3 separate regions of the Mus musculus genome follow, and regions 2 and 3 are each linked to region 1. Evidence: chromatin contacts called from public promoter capture Hi-C data. All regions are on one chromosome and are shown on one strand. Each heading gives the region's core, a stretch centred on a gene start, on an enhancer-like site or on the middle of the called end of the contact. The rest is flanking DNA. Distances are from core to core; before and after follow the strand shown. Region 1 holds the start of Zfp850 (zinc finger protein 850). Region 2 holds the start of Fbxo27 (F-box protein 27). Region 3 holds the start of Egln2 (egl-9 family hypoxia-inducible factor 2).

Region 1 (4,519 bases), core at 555-3,054:
TGAGACAAAACACCCACAATCTTACTTGTGTAGAATCTGAAGCTGTTTTCTCATAGAACCAAGTAGGATGCTGGGTACTGGGGTTTGAGTGGCTGAGGCCGGATGTGCAGCATCATGGTTGACAGTGGGAGGCGTAGGTCCTTAAGTGAGTTCAGAAGATGTTGATTAAACATCACAAAATCTCACCTACATAACAAAAGTTCACCTGATATATCATGTAAAAACGGTGACAATTAATGGGTTTGAGTAGACGCTAGCATATTCTCTACAAAAGTGTGACCGATTTAGTCATCCCAAAGTATAGAAAAACTTCAAAATATTATGCTATGCACAATATGAACATTTTTATCTGAAAAGTTTTAAAAAAATATGTTCTGCATTAGCACATTCATTTTCCTGTCCTTGTTTTTAAAACAGCATCTCACTGTGTGGCCCAGCTAGCCTAGACCTTGCTATGTGGACCAAGCTGACCCTGAACTCACAGTGATCCTCCTGCTTCTGCCTCTGAGATTAAATGTATACCACGAAGCCTAGCTTTTCTTTTTAAGTCACTTTCTTAAACATCCACCAGCAATCGCATTGTTTCTCACACTCCCTTGTCCTGCTGAACACTGAGTGGAATGAACCCAAGATGGCCTCACAGAGAACAACTAAAGCACACCAGGCCCTTAGGATATGGCGGCACTGCACTAACAGGCTTCACCACAGGCATCCTACGGTTCCTGACAGGCCTGGAGAGCCTGAGGGGACAGAACCAAGATTCCAACCCGATACCACAGATCCACACTCCACGATCAATCATGGCATTGCTCATCTGGATCTGGCCAACGTTACCCATTACACACACACACACACACACACACACACACACACACACACACTCAGAAAATCACTAGCTTTCAAAGATGCCAAATTCAGTGCTATCACTTTCCCACTGCCATAATCCTCACAGTGAACACATCATCTATCCCCGACATTCCTGGCCTGCTTTGAAAACAAGGCCTGTAAGGATCAAAGGATCGCATCTGATATGCGATGCCATCCAAATAGAAATCGATTTATAAAATCAGAGTTTGAGAGACCTAACGATAACCTCTGGAGGTTTCTACCTAGAACATCTTAGGAAAAGGGTGATTGTAGAGAAGAAAAGGCGGGGTTCATTGAAATGATAAGGTGAAGTGGAAAGGGAAGGGACAACGTTATGGGCCCCAGAGGTGAAGGTATCAATTTTCACGTTCCTCCTTCATTTACTGATAATTCCACGAGATCTCAGACTATATCCGAGAGCATCCTCACCGAGCATTTTCCTTCACGTCCCTCAACACTCTCATGGCTACAGCTCTGAGAAACTTCGGGTATTCAACCCAGAGCAGCCCTCCTAAGCGACCCTCGGAGGCACTTCCGGCCTTAAAAGCACCTCCCAAGCTCGTGTGTACCTCAGGGAAAGCTTCCCTTCAGACTCCGCACCTGACTTCTCCTTAGTGATGCTTAGCCCTCTGCTCCAACCCCTGTGGCCTTGAAAGAAAATGATAAGCACAGTGACACAGATGAGCAGAGAGCTCAAGGTGTGTATACACAGAGAGACGCGCGCGAGCGCGCGCCCACCCACCCACACAAACACACGCTCACACACGCTCACACACGCCCGTACGCGTCAACATCTCCATTCACCCTACACCAGCGCCCACACCGATACCCAGCCCACCTTACTCTGTGGAGACCGAAGCCAACCAGCAATTTCTTTGGACCAGAAAGATCAGACCTTCCGTGTTGGTGGCACCGGGATGCCAAAGACCCTTGGCGGCGTCCGGAGCTATGTGGAGCCTTCAAGAAGCCCGGCGTTTCCGAAAGGTCCCAGCATGCAACTTAGCCCGGCCCATCCGGGAACTGGGCCCAGTGGCTTGTGGGAGTTCCCACGGTGGGGGGGCAGGGGGCTCCCCATGCTTCGAGGGGAGGCTGCCTCCTGGGATCAAAACGGAGTTTGGTGTTCTGTGTCTACCTGATTTTCCCTCCTGTGGCGTGGACGGACGAGCGGAAATTTTAAAATTTAGAATAGGAAGTAGATCAGATCGGGACGGACGCTTTGCCTGAGTCCCACTCAGTGGGATTCCACTACGCTGTGCTCTGCTAGGGACTATGGTAAATTTGAAAAGACCGAACTAAAGAATTGGTTGGTTTCTAAAGTTGGGTAGTTTATATTAACGATTTCAAAGAGCCAGATATTCTGGACCCTTCCAGGGTTCGGTGTCCCTGTTGACTAGATAGAAAAAATTGAGTGACGACTACATCTGTATGTATCACCAGAACTGTGTTCAATAGGCAGTCATTTACCTCCTGTTGGAGGATGAATGACTAGCACGCGTTAAGTGTCCTAAAAAACAAAAAACTAAAAAACAAACAAAACACAAACCCAAAACATAGGCCTCTTTTTTATAGGATAGACACATTTATTGTAACTTGACACTATGGAACTTTCGAAACCACTTTTGTTTTTTCTCATGTTATACAAAGAACTTTTTCCAAACATGATAGAAAGAAATTGTGAAAAGGCTAAACAATCCTAGTAATAAAACTAATTGCATTAAATGTACTGTAAATTATGTAAATGCTAAAGTATAGGTGCCACATTAATTTGCAGATAAGTGTTAACTACAGAAAATGTGTTAAATATTCTAGCCGATTCAAAGTGACCATCCTCACAATAGTATTAAAAAAAAAAAAGACTTAAGTCAACTTTAAAATGGAGGCAGTTCTGGGGGCAAAGAGCATCGCCAGTACTAACAGCAATAACAGAGACAGCAAGTCATCAAGTGAAAATATCCTTGGCTGGGCGTGGTAGCACATGCATGTGACCCCAGCAATGAGGAGACACAGCCAGTGAATGTCTATGAGATGAGGCCACCAAGGACTATTTAGTGAAGACCTGTCTAAAAAACTAAAATAAACAGTATGCGTGTAATACCACACCTTCAAAACATGAGGGGAAACGTCCAATAGAGAAATAAGGAGAAACAGCCAAATCCAGCATTGCATACAAAAGTTTTCAGTCTCAATAACTGATAGAAGGAATCCAGAAAAGCAACAGGGCATAGATGATTTAGACAGCATCATCAGCTATGAATGCAGACAGAATAAAAATCAAGACAATTAAACTTTAATGGAATCAGGGGGCCTTGAAGGGAGGGTGTTCTTGTATACACACTCCTGGCAGAAATGCCCGTTACCTGGAGATGCTTCTGTTTAAAGCTTCCCTTTTTATGCTTTTTTTTTTTTTTTCGGGGGAAGGGGAAAGCCAATACCTTATATATTTTGTACTGCACTTTTAAAAATGAAAGACTCCATCTATTTTAAGGTATTCCTTAAAGGTGACCATAGGCATGTGTTGAGAAATCCCCTTCCTGATGGATCCTCTCTTCACACCCATCCTCTTCTACATCTATCCTGTGAGTGAGCCGCCCCTCTCCACAATGAACATGGATTTCCATACTTCTGCCATGTTCTTACATGGGTTTTGTGTGTGTGTGTGTGTGTGTGTGTGTGTGTGTGTGTGTGTGTGTGTGGTTGCCTGGTTTAGGTTTCAGTTGGTTGGGTTCAGTTCTTTTTGAGACAAAATTTCTCTGTTTTTCCTTGGTTGTCCCAGAACTCTCTCTGTAGACCAAGCTGGACTTGAACACAGAGATCTGCCTGCCTCTGCCTCCCAAGTATCTGGTTACTACAGCAGCACTGTGGGTGTTCCCTGGTCTGCTCATGACAATGGATGAAGGACCCTCTGGGTAGCACTCGGATTTCACACCCTTGGCTGGATCAGCAGGGCAGCTACAGAGCCACGTCTCTGGGGGAACCATGCACCCACAACCACTACACAGACAGTGCTGCCACAGTTGCACTGGATGCTGCAGTAAGCATCTTGGATGAGTCTGTTCAGGGCCTTCGTCCCATTAAACCCACAGGAGCTGCTGAGCTTGAGATGAGCAGTGCAGAAGGCTCACCAGACCAAATCCAAATGGAGTCTCTCATTCCATGTGAGCAAGCCATTTTGTGACTCTCCTCCAGTAGCTCCTTTTTCCTAGACTCCTTCCATAAAACTCCTAGCTCACTCTCCATATGGGCTCCCAGTTAACAGAGTCCTTCCCTCTCGCCTGGTGTCCAGGAATCGGACGGCCTGATTGCAAGCACAGGTTGTAGACTGCCTGTCAGTCACACGGTACAGAACATCTCCCTGTAACAGGTATAAGAAGGGACACTCGTTCACAGTTCAGGGTGTTACAATGCATACTTTTTTTTCTTTTTTCTTCTTAGACACATGTTTTTTTTTGTTTTTTTTTTTTTTTTTACTGTGTAGCCCTAGCTGTCCTGAAACTCACTCTGTAGACCAGGCTGACACAGAACTCAGAGATCTGCCTCCTCCAGTGATAGAATTAGAGACATGAGCCACCACCACCTCTCCAGTGGCACACACTTTTAATCCCAGCACTCAAGGAAGAAGCAAGCAGATCTCTGAGTTTGATAGATAGACTTG
Region 2 (4,207 bases), core at 296-2,795, 680 kb after region 1:
TAAACAGGGTATGGTGACACTTGCCTGCAATTCCAGTTCTCCAGAGGTAGAAGATCAGTGTCATGCTTGGCTACTTAGTGAGTTCAAGGACAGCATGGGCTCTACCTGAGTCTCAGTTGAAAAGTAGGGCTGGAGAGATAGATGGCCAATTTCCCCAAAGGACCTGGGTTTAACTAGCATCACAGGTGCTCTCGACCACATGTAACTCCAGTTCCAGGGAATCCTGAAAATACCTCCTCTGACCTCCCCAGATACCAGGCACAAACATGGTGGAGACATAAATGCGGGCAAACCTCCATACACATAAAACTATTTTTTTTTTTTCGAGACAGGGTTTCTCTTTTAGCCCTGGCTGTCCTGGAATTCACTCTGGAGACCGGGTTGGCCTCAAACTCATAAATCCACCTGCCTCTGCCTCCCAAGTGCTGGGATTAAAGGCATGCGCCACCACTGCCCGACAGAGCTGGTCATAGTAATACATGTCTTTAGTCCCAGCACTCAGGAGGCAGAGGCAGGCAGGTCTCTCAGTTTGCGTACACAGTGAGTTCCAGGCTAGCCAGCCCTACAAAGTGAGACCCTGTCAAAAAAAAAAAAAAAAAAATCTGGAGCTAGACCCACTCACTAACACTACTAGTCACTTAGGAAGGTCACGGCCTCTAAGAGCCTCGGTTCCTTTTCTGTGTTAAGATGTTCGGGGAGCTGACGAGATGGCTCATTTCAAAGGTCCTGAGTTCAAATCCCAGCAACCACATGGTGGCTCACAACCATCCAGAATGAGATCCGATGCCCTCTTATGGTGTGTCTGAAGACAGCTACAGTATACTTATGTATAATAATAAATCTTTGGGTTGGAGCAAGCAGAGACTCAGCAGGTCGATCAGATCGAGCAGAACCTACCAGAGCAAGCAAGGCTGACCGGGGCAAGCAGAAGTTCTAAAAGTTCAGTTCCGGACAACCACATAAAGGCTCACAACCATCTGTACAGCTACAGTGTACTCACATACATAAGATAAATCTCTTTTTAAAATGTGCTAAGTTGCCGAAGTTCGAAACTGTAAGCTTCAGCTGATGCTTTCGATTAGCGGGGTCATTGTTGTCCTCTAGAGCCTGCTTTTTCTTGTAAATCGCGGATGACTGGATGATTGTCTGGGATTAAGGTCACGGACTGCACAAGGCGTTTAGGGGTGGAGCCTTCCACTTGGATGCCTACCCGAAATAATAGTTGTTACCAGATGCCAGGCGTCCACTGCGGATTTAGGGTCACTCCAAGTGTTGGATTGGTTGCTGAACCGCTAGGACTGTGCCAGAGCCCTGGCCTAATCTGTGTCCTCAGGTGGATTCCTAAACTGTCCACCAGTCCTAAGCCGGAAGGAGGTGGGGTCTGGATCCACAGGGCTGGACATTCGGCGAATCTCAGAGAGGTTTCGCCTGGGAAGGATAGTATTAGGCAAAGCTATAGCTATGCGGTCCTCCAGGCCGCGAAGGGGAGCTGGCAGGGGTGCCGGTGAGCACCAGCGGGCTGGGAGGAGGGTAGGCTTTGGGGACAGAGAGGCGGTAAGGGACGTGGGAGACAGTGGATGGCTTCGGGGATGTTAGTCTCGGGGTGGACGGCTGCAAAGCCTGGCAGCAGAGGCTGCTAATCACTAACATCTAACCCCTCTTCTCCTGCAGTCCCAGCCAAGCGGGGCGCGGGGACCATGGGTGCCTGGATATCCAGGACCCGGGTCCCGACGCCGGAGCCCGACCCCCAGGAGGTCCTGGACCTGAGCCGTCTGCCCCCGGAGCTGCTCCTGCTGGTACTGAGCCACGTGCCCCCGCGCACGCTGCTGATGCACTGCCGCCGAGTGTGCCGCGCCTGGCGCGCCCTGGTAGATGGCCAGGCCCTATGGTTGCTGCTGCTGGCCCGTGACCACAGCGCAGCGGGCCGCGCCCTGCTGACACTAGCCCGCCGCTGTCTGCCCCCTGCCCACGAAGACACGCCCTGCCCGCTGGGCCAATTCTGCGCACTGAGACCGCTAGGACGCAACCTCATCAGCAACCCCTGTGGCCAAGGTGAGGCGCTGAGAAGGCGGGGCCTAGAGGAAGCCTAGGGGCGGGACCAAGAGAGAACTGTAGCACAAAGGGCGGGGCCCCAAGAATGCTAATGGACAGAGCCAAGAAGGAATCCCCCGGAAGGTATTAAGGGCGGGGTCACGGGATATTTGTAGGCTGTGAGACCAGAAGGAAACCAGTGAGAGGATAGGGCGGAGTCACAAGGTATGAAATGGGCGGGGCCTAGAGTTAAACCAAGAGGCAGGTCTACAGATGTAGCAGAGGGAGGGGCTAGAAGTGGGGTCACACTTGACCCAGTTAGAGTAGCTGGAATCACCTGACCTACATAAGAGAGCGGTAGAGGGGACCAAACAGCATATCTTCTATCTGAGAGACAGGATGCACAGAGAGGCACCAAGAGCAATTAAAATCAACACATAAATATCTTTTGTTTCATTGGCTTTTACATTTTAACAATTTATTTTCGTCCCTGCGCCTGGAGTTTCAGGAGACTAAGCCTCATGGCTTGGGAGCTGGGAACTGACCCCAGGTCCTCTAGAAGAGCAGTTACAAATTTTTAAATTTTGTTAGTATATTTTGTTTTTGTTGTTGTTTTGCTTTTTGTTTTTGCGGGTTGGAAAGATAGCTCAGCGGCTAAGAGCTGCTCCTCCAAAGGACCTAAGCTCAGTTCCAAACACTCAAGTGGAGACTCACAACCATCTGTAACTCAAGTCTCAGGGAGACCACCCTTTCTTCTGGCCTCTGGAGAGAGGGCATATATACATAGTCTGCAGACATAAACTTTTAATTTTTTAAAATTATTTTGGTGTGTTGTTAAAAGGCTCAAGTCTCGCGTACAGGTGGTAGGTGCTCAGCGGCCAACTTTGTATCCACAGTTCTCTCCTTGTATTTCTGCGTGAAGTCTGATGATTAATTAGGCTAAAGTTTTCCCACTGAGCCGTCCTTCCTGCCTGCTCAGGTTTCCGATTCTTTTCAAACCTGAGGGGTGGAGGAGGGGCGGCGCAGCTTCAATTCGACCACATTCCTAAAGCCTTTGCGTCCCTGGTACTGCGATTGCCTCTACTGTTTTTTTCTCTACAGAAGGCCTGCGCAAATGGATGGTGCGGCACGGTGGGGATGGATGGGTGGTGGAGAAGAACAGGAAACCTGTACCTGGGGCCCCTTCACAGACCTGCTTCGTGACTTCCTTCAGGTGAAAACCCTCCCCGCCCCCCCCCCCCGTGTTCCCCGCCCCCCCCGTGTCGTCGTCGTCCCCCGTTCCCCCCCCCCCGTCCCCCCCTCACCCTGGGTCAGAGACCTTGAAGAAAGACCTGCGGGTTCTCACGGACCAGCCAACCGCTGTCTCACCTTCCTAGCTGGTGTCGCAAGAAGCAGGTCGTGGACCTGGTGGAGAAGGGTCTGTGGCCAGAGCTGCTGGACAGTGGTGGTGTGGAGATTGCTGTCTCTGACTGGTGAGTCTGGGCACAGGAAAAGCCCGTTAGTAAGCACTGGGGCCCACGGCACACACTTGTAATCCCAGCACTTGGGATGCTGAAGCAAAAGGATGTCATAGGTGAGCTCAAAGCCAGTGAGTGCTCCATGGAGTCAGGCTGCCTGTATCCAGATGTCTGTAAGAGTGTCCGTTCTCTGTACAGAGTCTTTATTGGAGCTTCCTGGATTGACTAACCAATTAGCTGCTTGCCCCTGTGGTTAACCACAGCCTCTAGGCCAACTGACATTAACTCACAACCCTAAATTACACTATGGCTTTTTCTAAAGTGACCAAATTTGACCTATGCCTGTCTGTGGACCTGGCCATGTAAGACCCCCAATGCTGGGCCTCTGCTCAAGTCCCGGGATGAGCTGGCCAACACCCCAACATCCTGAGAGAAAACCACACCTGATGCAAACTGCAAGAGGTTTTATTATCAGCTAGCTGAGGACGAAGTCCCTCTGCCATGCAGGGCAGGGGAGTTCGACACCCCCCCCTCCAGCGGTGACAGTAGGGGCTTTTAACAGCTAGCTGAGGAGTTGGGAGGAGTTGGGAAGAGAGCTCTTCTCTTCCGGGTGTCCTTGGTGAAATTTACAAGGCAGGAGTGGGGAGTGAGTTCTTTCTGAATTTTTATCTCCGTGTCCTCGGCACAGGAAGGCAGGCATCTCTGGTTGTACAGTATAG
Region 3 (4,595 bases), core at 1,203-3,702, 850 kb before region 1:
TCCCTCCGCCTTCTGGTTCTGCCATCTGCGTGCCAGCTTCACTACCCGTGGTCTAAGGAGAGTCTGGACAGTCAGGGGCTCTGGGTCTCCCAAGGTCGAGGACCACCACCACCCCGGGCTGAACTATTTCTGGTACAAAACTCAAAGTTTGGAGGGAGGTAACTGTAGCCCCTCTGACGGAGGTGCCTACACCCTGCTACATAACCCGCAGAGGATTGTCTCCAGACCCCCATGCCACAGCATCAGGCACGCACCAGAAAAGTGCCTTACCTTGGTGCGCCCATTGATGACGTAGTTGCCCAGCCGCCCTGCACAGTGGCGGATTACTGCGTCCACGTGAGCCATGAGGGCACCAATGCTCCGGCAGCCTGGCTCGTGACCTTCTACCCAGGCAATCTGGTCCCCACGAATGCTGCGCGGTGGGATCGCCCGCTGGCTCACTAGTTGCCCATCACGAAGACGCCCGCCCCACTTCAGGGCTTCCACCTCAGCCAGCACACGGCCACCCAGTACTGCCCCCAAGAAGTTGTCCTTGACACAGATACCATAGTACCGCATGCAAGGCACAATATAGTCCAGGGCCAGGCGCTCAGGTGCAGAGGGCTGGACTTCCTCCCTCAGCCTAGCACTTGCCTCGCCACTGCTACTGGTAGTGTTGCTGCTGCTGCTGCTGCTGTTGCTGGCACCGCTGTCACAGCCCATACCACTTTCCCCCTTGGCCTCCTGGTTCTCTTGCCTGGCCCACGGTCGCTTGCTGGGTGAAGGGGCATCCCCACCATCCTTGGCCCACTTCCGTTTGGGGGCCTCAGGCCGGGCACCCTGGGCCGCCAGTCGCTGGCACTCCTTGGTGACCAACGCAGCAGCACCTTCACTCTGCAGTGGCCAAAGCTCACCACCATCCTGCCCACCAAAGCCCTCCCGCAGGGGACTGGCAGTGGTCGTAGTAGCAGTGGCTGTGGTTCTGGGGGTCCCATTGCCAGCCGAGGCCTCCCCAGATGCTCCTGGACGGTGATAGGCCGGGAGCAGAGGGCAGGGCAGGTAACTCTCCACCCCCATTCTGGCTCGGCTAGACTCCAAGGACTCTGACACAGACCCTGGCAACTGAGGGAGAGCTTGATTCAGGGCCTGCGGCTGGCACGGGCTGTCCATGGCAGCAGTGTCTTCATCCCCCGGGCATGGAGGGCACGGCCCGGGCCCATGGTGCCACCCTCCTCCGCCTCCTCCTCCTCCACTTGATGCAGCCCGGGGCCGCTGGGCCTCGTGTGGGGCAGGGTGAGGCAGGGCAGGCAGCAGGGGCTCCTCTAGTGCTCTGGGGGTGCTCGCTGGTCCCCAAGTCCACAGTTGTCTCTAGGAGCTTGAGAAGGGACTGATGGGGGTGGCTGGAAAAGAGAAAAGGAAGAACTTAAAAGAAGTCAAGAGACGAGCAGGTGGGAAGGGGTGGGGATGGTACCAGCAGGAAGTAGATGACAGACTGGGCCACAACAAACACACACGCACACAGGGAGACAACATGGGGCATATAACTTGGGAATTTGAGAGGGAATGTCTGGCATAAAGAGTAATAGAGAGAAAGTGCAGAGAACGTTGCATGACGGCCCAGAGAGGAAGGTGATAGGGAGACAGATATCTGTGGACGAAAAGCGACGATGCAAGTGGAAAATACAAGGTACCTGCCTGAGGTTTCTATAGAGACTCAGAGAGATGAGGAGGGAGGAGACACAGAAAACGGGAGTGTGGAATCTAGGGTAAAGTCAGGGTTGTGGGGAACCAACGGGCAATGCCACCGCGCAACATTCGCGGGAACCTAATCGCCTGGGTGGAAGATTACGAGCCAGGGCAGGCGGGGAAAACCGGGAGTCCAGGGACAAAGAGAACAGGGAGAAAAACAAGACGGCAGGGGAGCGGGAGGGCCGGTGGGGTCGACCTGTGCCCTACGGGAGGAAGCCTACTGGGGCCCGACACACACCCAGCCGGAAGGGAGGTCCTGCCAGACGGACGGACTGACGGAAGGGAGCCCGAGAGCAGAGTCCGACCCGACTGCCTTCCTCCCAACCCCCTCCGCCAGGACCCAGGGGCCGCGGGACGCCCCGGGTGACTGAGGCGGGGCCGCCTCGGCCCGGCCCCTCCCCTTGGTGGTTATTGCGCGCTCCCGTGGCCCCCAATGGTCCGCCCCACCGCGCCGGGCGCGCGCTTCCTTCCCCACCCCCAACGCCCTAGCGTGGGGTCGCTGCCGCCCGCGCGCGCTCCCGCCTCCAGCCCCGTCGCCCGCGCCCGGCCACCGGGCCTCAGACTCCTTCTCCTCCCCGGGTCTTTCCCTTCGCGCGACCTCCTCACCGAGCTTTTTCCTCCGGCCTCGGCGCCGCCGTTTGTGCCAGCCGCCCTGCGCTTCGCAGCGCGCCATACCCCGCCCCCCACCGCCCGCGACGCCCCGCCCCCGCCTCGCCCGCTGGGCACGTGACAGCGGCCCGGCCGAGGAGACTGCGCGTGCGCGAACCGCACGTTGACAGGAGGCTTAGAACGCACTGCCCAAGAAGTGAGCTGGTCCGGGACGCGAGGCTTATTTGCATTATGTGCTCCTCCCCTTCCACGCGAAAGCAGACACGCAGGTTCAGTAAAAGGCGTTCTGTGAGTTCTCAAGACGGCCCCTTGGAGAGGGGTACAAAAGAGCAGTTTCACACAGAAAGGCCCACCCCTCGGAGCCAAAAGTGTCAGTGAACTTGTCAGCTGGGTTCTTGGCATTTGCTATGCAAATGTCTCATTTACATGGGCCGCTCCTGCACACAGCCCAAGAGTATATTGAGAAATGACTGCGCAGTTAGTTGGAAAGTGTATGTAAATTCCTACGTCAGTAATTTACATAAGCACTTAAAAAAAAATAACGGTGAGTACGGGACGTCCTTAGAGAAGCGAAACCGGGTAGAACAAATGAGCAAATGTGTACTATTTGCATGACCCGCTCCTCGCTGCTCCCTCAGGGCAACTGTGGGAGTCAGATTAAAGCAACCTGGGACAGACTCACAAAGAAGACATTTGCAAAACCCAGCTCCTCTGTAGCCCAAGCGGATTTTTTGTTTCTGTAGTGCTGGAGACTGAATCCAGAGCTTCACATGTGCGATGCAAGCGCTCTACCACTAAGCTACTCTTAATATTTATACCACCATTCCGGGGAGGGCTGTGTGGATAGGGTTATTTGAATGCCCGACCCTTTCCACCAACTCCAGGGCCTAACAAATGGGCAATAAGTGGGCTTGGATACTTGCTGACATTTTGTGAGAGCAGCTGAAGCTGTCCTGAGGGGGGCTGCACCTGTCTCCAGAAGGCTATGGCTATAAAGACATCAGGGTACATTAAGTATGACCAGGAGTCCGGGTTGCACAAGAACCACAGTGGCACATGGCGAAGAATGTTCGTGTTCGCAGGCACACAGACACACACAAAGAAACAAATCTCCATCAGTGCACACACAAACCTCAGGAGCACGTGTTTTTAGGAACACAGTGAGCCACCGTCCTAGTTTGCAGACATGAGGTGGTGTACACTAAGTCAAACCAGGCACAGACTCAAGACCCCCCCTTAGATTCCCAAGTCCTCGGTCTTGATGTTGCACACAACAGCAGCCTCACCAACACAGTCACCAGGCCAGAGACTACTCACATGCCACAGTGTCATACTGCCCCATACATGTCACACACAGGGATGTCATCGCTGCACACACCACCTTTGATGGATCGTGTACTGCCACTACCATGAAGCATGTACACAACCTGGGATGGGTACATTGTAATCCCAGCTCATGGGAGGCTGAGGCAGGGAGACCTCAAATTCCAGGTTAGTCTAGGCTATAACAAGGCCCTGTGTCAAAAAGGGGGGCTGTGTGTAGGAAAAAGCAAGGACATGTATACAATGACGAACTCTGTCCTCAATGAGTACGTGAGCCAGGATGTACCTACCCCAACTTGTCCCACAAACCAAGTCCCACCACCCACAAACAGGGGCTCCTCATGCAGAGGCCTATTCATAGCTTCCATTAGAGACCACTTCGGTTTCCTCATCTCAGAATGACAGAGGCCGAAACACAGGTGTAAACAATGCTTTATGGAGGACCAGGACAGGATGGAACAGGCCTCCAGGTAATAAATAACAGACTTGCAACAGCGGGGCCAGGCAGGAAGTTGGGGCCAAACGGCCCTGGTCTCAAGCTTTGGGAGTTCTTCAGGTAGGGTTTGGGGCTCAGGGGGACTAGAGTTAGCCAAGGCAGAGGAAGCAGCAGCAGGTATGGGGTCCCCTTTCCCCTGTGGCTCAATCTTGCCCCACAGCCAGGCCCCACCAGGCCAGCGAAGGGGGATGGGGGATGGAGTAACTTTTCTGAGACTGGGGCAGATTGGGGCCTGGCCTCTTGGGGCCTGGTTCTGAGCCCCAGCCTTCGGGCAGGGCTGGTCCAGAAGAACAGGTGAGCTGAAAGAGAAGGGCATTGTGACCTGGAGGGTCCGAAGCTGGTCTCTAGACGTCTTCCTGGCCTTTGTCTGCCTGGACTCTTTTATTTTTATTTTTATTTTCCAGACCGTGCACTGTCTGACTCTGTTGTCCCTCTGCAG

The links. Promoter capture Hi-C pulls out the DNA fragments that hold promoters and counts their contacts.
Region 2: a contact with region 1 is called in a promoter capture Hi-C map of liver, with 3 times the contacts expected there. The contact joins the promoter of Fbxo27 here to the promoter of Zfp850 in region 1.
Region 3: a contact with region 1 is called in a promoter capture Hi-C map of pre-B cells, with 3 times the contacts expected there. The contact joins the promoter of Egln2 here to the promoter of Zfp850 in region 1. A contact is called at or near these places in 2 of 39 promoter capture datasets (cranial neural crest and pre-B cells).

What each region holds. Positions count from the first base shown.
Region 1 is chr7:28,012,311-28,016,829 of GRCm38.p6, forward strand. It overlaps Zfp850 (zinc finger protein 850), which reads right to left and starts at 1,805. Exons shown (of 6, transcript NM_001254951.1): 1 at 1,706-1,805; 2 at 26-140.
Region 2 is chr7:28,691,599-28,695,805 of GRCm38.p6, forward strand. Fbxo27 (F-box protein 27) reads left to right here and starts at 1,546. Exons shown (of 5, transcript NM_001163702.1): 1 at 1,546-2,052; 2 at 3,133-3,244; 3 at 3,408-3,503. The coding sequence starts at 1,698.
Region 3 is chr7:27,164,350-27,168,944 of GRCm38.p6, forward strand. Egln2 (egl-9 family hypoxia-inducible factor 2) reads right to left here and starts at 2,453. Exons shown (of 6, transcript NM_053208.4): 1 at 2,335-2,453; 2 at 271-1,379. The coding sequence starts at 1,149. Rab4b (RAB4B, member RAS oncogene family) reads right to left here. Exons shown (of 8, transcript NM_029391.2): 8 at 4,084-4,455.